Linked DNA regions of Dromaius novaehollandiae: region 1 is linked to region 2. Evidence: chromatin contacts called from public Hi-C data. All regions are on one chromosome and are shown on one strand. The core of a region is the stretch at or near the end of the contact, and the rest is flanking DNA. Distances in the headings are between cores, read along the strand shown. Region 1 has its middle 140 kb from the start of UBASH3B. Region 2 has its middle 82 kb from the start of SORL1.

Evidence for each region. A called contact is a pair of places that touch in the nucleus more often than the background predicts.
Region 1: a Hi-C map of ovary shows a contact between it and region 2, with 2.0 times the contacts expected there. The contact joins two enhancer-like sites.

The regions. Positions count from the first base shown.
Region 1 is chr21:4,580,463-4,583,215 of bDroNov1.hap1, forward strand. No RefSeq gene overlaps it. Among named protein-coding and RNA genes, the nearest start is that of UBASH3B, 140 kb to the right of the region's middle. Within about 2 kb of position 1,324, at least 2 of the 2 cell types and tissues checked have open chromatin away from gene starts, as enhancers often do.
Region 2 is chr21:4,387,483-4,390,272 of bDroNov1.hap1, forward strand. No RefSeq gene overlaps it. Among named protein-coding and RNA genes, the nearest start is that of SORL1, 82 kb to the left of the region's middle. Within about 2 kb of position 1,424, at least 1 of the 2 cell types and tissues checked has open chromatin away from gene starts, as enhancers often do.

The sequences.
Region 1 (2,753 bases), core at 74-2,573, 190 kb after region 2:
TTGGCACAACACTCTGTAGCAACCACTTCCAGAGCCTGGTTATATTCTGGGTGAGAAAGGCCAACTTATTTGAAGAAAAGCTGGTGTTTTACCTTATTTCTGAGAGCTGACCTATAGTTTACATTGTCTACAGGACCATCAAACTGAACTAATTCAGAAATGATGCAACCAGCCAAGATACAAGCAGAAACAGTGGGTATGCAGATAGTCAGTATTAAAAGGGGATGGTGCCTAAGTTTCAGGACAAAGGAGCATTAGGTTATGTCAAATAGACAAGAAAAAGATCTTATTAAGAGAAACCACTTAATACTCTCATCAAAACTCCCAGTTGAAGACAAACTCCAGCACCTTAGCAGACACAGTCAGTGTCTGATCTACCAGCCCCAATCGTATCCCCTCAAGCCCACCCATAAAGTCATACGAGTCAGGCTCTACAGGACTCAAAAAGGCTATATTTGCCTGCTGTCAATTCTCCAAATATATCTTTTTCCATCCGGCATAACAGACTGGGGTCTCTGAGCAGCAGGGAGAAAGGGAATGTAAATCTGGCTCCAGCGTGAGGCGGAATAACCCTCAAGATCAGCGGTTCTAGGCTACGGCAGCATGGACAAGGAAGAGCTCAAAACATCAAGCTGGGTCAAACCTCTGCTGCTTCAACAACAGCTCCGCCACCAGGCTCCAAGCCAGTGAACACAGACACAGCTGGTATCTTCCAGCCCATCCTGCTCATTCCTCACATGGGAGCAGGAGCCTGGGACTAGCCTGTAACCGTGGTTTCCCTGCAGCAGGACAGTCACCAACACCAGAATGTGCTGCCTAACACCACCATGTCCACTGGCTGCAAGGATGCACTTGATGACAGCGTCTCTGTACTTGGTGAAATAACCTTCTTTCTGACACACAATCTTCACAATAAAGAATTAAACAAAAAGAGAGAAAAAGAAATACCAAGCTCCCCGTTAAATTAGTGAAAGGATCCAACTGCCCAGTGCAAGGAGAGGGGATAATGGATTTCAGTACAAAAAAGCTCCTGGTTTTGAAGCAATTGCAGTAAGTTCCACTGTATTTTGCCCTGCTCTGCCTTGTTCGTGCTTCATTTTCCAAGGCTCTTTGTTTTCTGAGTTGAATTAGATCAAGGCCTCCCCGTTTCCCATCACATACATGTCTCCATGCCCCTGCTGCTGCTATCAGAGCTGGGGCACAGGCACTCCAAGTGCCTCCGTCTCGGGGAAACATTTGCATTTTCATTGGCACAGGTACAGCATTCAGAATTCTTTCAGGCCAGGCCAATTAAAACAAGCTGAAAACTGCTGAGGGAAGCAGTTTCAGCAAGGATCTGCTTACATTCCCCCTCTGAAAAAAGCAGGGGGCCCACTTTCTGTAACTCTCTCCCTCTCTGCACAGTGTGGGTTTTGCTTTTTTCTTTTTTTTTTTTTCGTTTCTTTTTAAGGTGGAATAACTTGTGCCCTTTGCACAGAGGCTCCAAGAGATGGATGGCAGAACTCGGGAATGTAGCTTCATTTTAAAACTAGAGCCAGGTCTCTAATACTAAGCTGAAGCATGGGAAAAAGCAAAACAAAGACCAAAAAACCTGGTAACTCTCCAGATTAAAACACTTTTCCTCCCTCACAAACCTTGCATGGTATTTTCTTAAAAAGGAATAGAACCACATAATTAGCAATCAGTTGAAGCCTAAGGCTTCTTTTTTTTTTTTTTTTTTTTTTTTTTTTTTAAACCACCACAGAGACTATTCAATGCCTACTGGCTCTACTAACACACTCCTATTACCCTGGTTTTCTTTTCGGACAGCCTCTTTCAAGCCTCAGATGTGTTGTAAATGCATACTGACAGGTTAAAAGACACCATTTTTACTCCCCTGAGGAAAAAAAGATCCCATCCTACTAGTGCTGCTCTATTTTACATTGATGATCCTTAAGCACTAGATCGAGGCACAAGGTTCTAGGACTGATGAACCATCTCAGAGTGCCAGGGAAGGACACGCGCTCCAAAGTCAAGTTTCTCTATGCACACCCTCATCCTTGGAGGCTGCCGAAAACTACTCATGACAGCAGCCTTACCGTGGCCCAGCTGTACGCGTCATGTTGGCCACTCTTCCAAACACCTGTATGCCAGGACTCTGTGCTAGAGACAGCTATGACAGAGAAAGCACCTGCAAATGCTCTTGCATCAGTGCATGGTCTAGGGGGGAAAAATGGCTAAACCAGAAGAACAAACCACAGCGTGTGTATTTGCATTTGTTTTCATCTCTCAGAATGAGGCTGTGTCAGTCTTAGACTCTGGCTGAATTGATTTAAAACATGTATTGCATGTAAAATTCGGAGCCATTTGGAGTAGATCCGGGATTCAAACCACCACAGAATCTAGGGGAATTTAAATCAAAAGTTCTTTCTGCCCAGTTCTACTGAAAATGATCTCGCCTTGATAAATAAGCATTGAGCTTGTACAGCACCTGCCACAACGTCGTTGATATCAACGCCTGAGCACCCAGGAGCTACTACAGTATGACTAGCAACTAAATCACAATGCAGGGCTGACACATAATCCGCTCACCTAATCACCACAGCATTACTAGTATGTTAATAAGAGAAGTATAAGAGAAGTATAAGAGAAATCTAACAGGTGACAGCTGGAGTAAACAGTGAAAGATTCAAGACAACACAAATACCAGATTTCTTAGATCCTCCCCGATAGAAGACAATTCTCTTCTGTTCATTTCTGTTTGCTCTCAGAGC
Region 2 (2,790 bases), core at 174-2,673:
CAGTTTCTTAGGGTCGAACCTGCCATCTCCTGCGTGGTGGAGCAAAGAGGTGTGCCACAGATAAGAGCTACACAAAACCTGAAGGATTTAATGCCACTGTGTTGCACCACTCTGGAGGTGTATTTGAGCACGTCCACCCGCCTCAAGACGAAACAAGTAACGCTCTGCGGACAACACCCCGTTCTGCTCTGTCTGCCTCTCAGCTCGGACTCCGGTGGAGCAGGGTTCCTGTACAAGCACTAGCACTGGCGCCTTACACGTTACCGGAGCTGCGAATAGGCAATGTCACTGATGAACGCGTTTATACAGTGCCCTGTTCCCGGGATGTAAACATTCCATAGATTCCAGCCGACATATTTTTACATCATTCTATCTGTTTTTCTGTGTTCAGCATTATCGTTTGCTAAATGTATTCTCGCAACATTTTATTTACTTTGGGTCTCGAGCTTGGAGACCTCCAAGGGTCTCCTCCTTCTCTAGGAATTTTACGAATAAATCCCTGGCAGAGAGATAGCAAAACATGTTTTTGTTCTTCATATGTGAGATGATTTCCTTCAGATCCTGGGCTGTGCATATGCTCTCCATCATACAGATCACAGAGGGATTTGCTCAGAGTATCTCGACAGTTGCAGCTGGTGTCAGCCCTCCCTGCGAGAGCCCTGGATGTCTAGTGAAAGCAGGGGACAATATGATGAACGCCATGAGGTGACAGCTGTACCACCTCGAGGAGGAGGTGTCCAGATTTGCGCCCTCCCTTGAAGAAGTCTCCCCGAGCTCTCAGAAATGAGAAGGCCACCAGAGTGAATTAGGTCTCCCTGGTGCTGCGAATGCAGACACGTGTCCCACCAAGCAGCGGCTTCACCTCGGTTTCCTCCTCGGCACTACTAGGGTAGCGATCATGGCTTGCTATGTGAAACCCTGGAGATGTGCAGAGCAGGGGTCCCCTACCCAGCGCATCCAGCTGGGGTCCCCACTCAGAGTTTCAGAGTGGTCCTTCCTCAGATACTGGCCGTCCTGCTCCCACCACGGCTGGCCCAGACCTCCCTCCGCCGCAGGCAGCTTGAGGCGGGCTGAGCAGGACCACCGGCTTTCTGGTGTGTGGGAACCCCCCCTCTTTGCTTCCTCTTCTCGAGGAAGCCTGCTGCCCTGCCAGGGAGCCGCAGAGCACAGCGCAGGACGGATCTGGCCCGGGGTGCCTACGGTCCGCTAGGAACCCTGCCTCGAATTAAAAAAAAAAAGGGGGGGGGATTAATTGGTTTCCTCTCCTTAGGCAGGCTCAGCCGTTCCCCACCCCCAAGCCCTGCCAGAGCCGGCCCTGGAAGTGGTTTGCGCCTTTGCCTTTTCTCAGGTGATGGGGGAGGGATCCGGCAGCGGACCCGGAGGCCCTCAACCCCGCGCTGCCTCAAGCACAGCCCGCTCGGAAAACACAGATGAAAGGGAAGCTGGGGGAGGGCTCCAGACTGGAAGAAACAACCCTCGTGGCAGGTCCTTTGGCAGGGGTCAGGCTGCGGGACACAGAGGAGATATATTAAAAGGGGAAACTGGAGGAATCTAAATAATCAGGCTCCCCACCGGATAATGCCTTGACAAGAGGAGATGCCGCGAGAGCCAACGAAAACTGACTTGCACAGAGGGGCAGAAAAGTAAGACGCCTTCTCTGAAGGGACGGGGCTAGCGACGGAGGGGGAGATTTGGGAGGCAAGGGGGAAGGGCTGAAATCTGGAAGGAAATTAAATAATAGCCTGAAATCCCCAGGTGAGGAACAATGGAATTAAAAACAGAAAGGCCCCCAAGAGATAAACAAATCAAGACCGGGAGGTGAAAGGCAGACAGGGAGAACTGGAGGCTGCGAACACAGCCTGCAACGTTAGCTGGATCCTGTGGTCGCTCCTTGTGTTGCAATTACGCCCGGATATGCCACGAAAAGCTGGAGCCTTGTTCTGCCAGGCACCGCACAGCACCTGGGGAGAGGTGGCAGTGCCCATGCGGAAAGAGCTTATCATCCGAACTGGCAAAGTCCACTGAAGAATAGCAGTTATCCCTATTTTACAGTTGCAGAGCTGAGGCACAGAGAAACTAAAACTAATTCTCATACATTGTGAGGTTCTTGTACGCGATGGCATTCTTCTAAAAGGACTCTTAAGGATGTACAAATGTCCCTTCAATCTACTTTCACTGGGGGCTCGGACACACAGATAAACCACGTGTTATCACGGCAGCCTGAGCGCACGGACCCTTTCCCAGTACGGCTCAGCCGATTCACAGCAGCAGTTAAGCTGCTAAGTACGGACACGCTGTGTACGTGTACCGAGCGAAAGGGACCACTGTGTAAATGCTGGTTCTGCGCACAGACTTGTGGGGAGTTTGTAGCAAGATAAGGAATTAAATCTATGCTTGGGTATCCCAGGAAAGAGACTGAATGTATATACCATTCGAAAGGCGCATTTCATGGAACATCCATCAGGAAACAAGTTGGGAGACAAAGACTGGTGGAACAGCTCAGATAAACTTCTGACATAGGTGTTGTACACTCATGGAGCTATGTTGACTTCAACAGATGTGTTCTGATTGAGGACATGGTCCTTAGGGGCTGGGAACTTATTGACTTGGAACCAAACCACAGATTTTTTGGCAACTCTGTCACTTTTTAAAAATTCATGGACAAGCCCTGAAAGCACATTACCAATAAGCATTAATATTCCCTAAGGAGAAACTGAAGCTTAGGGAGTGGGACCAACTAAACCATGAAGTGACATAACGCAAGAACGAGGCAAAGAACCCAAAGAGCTT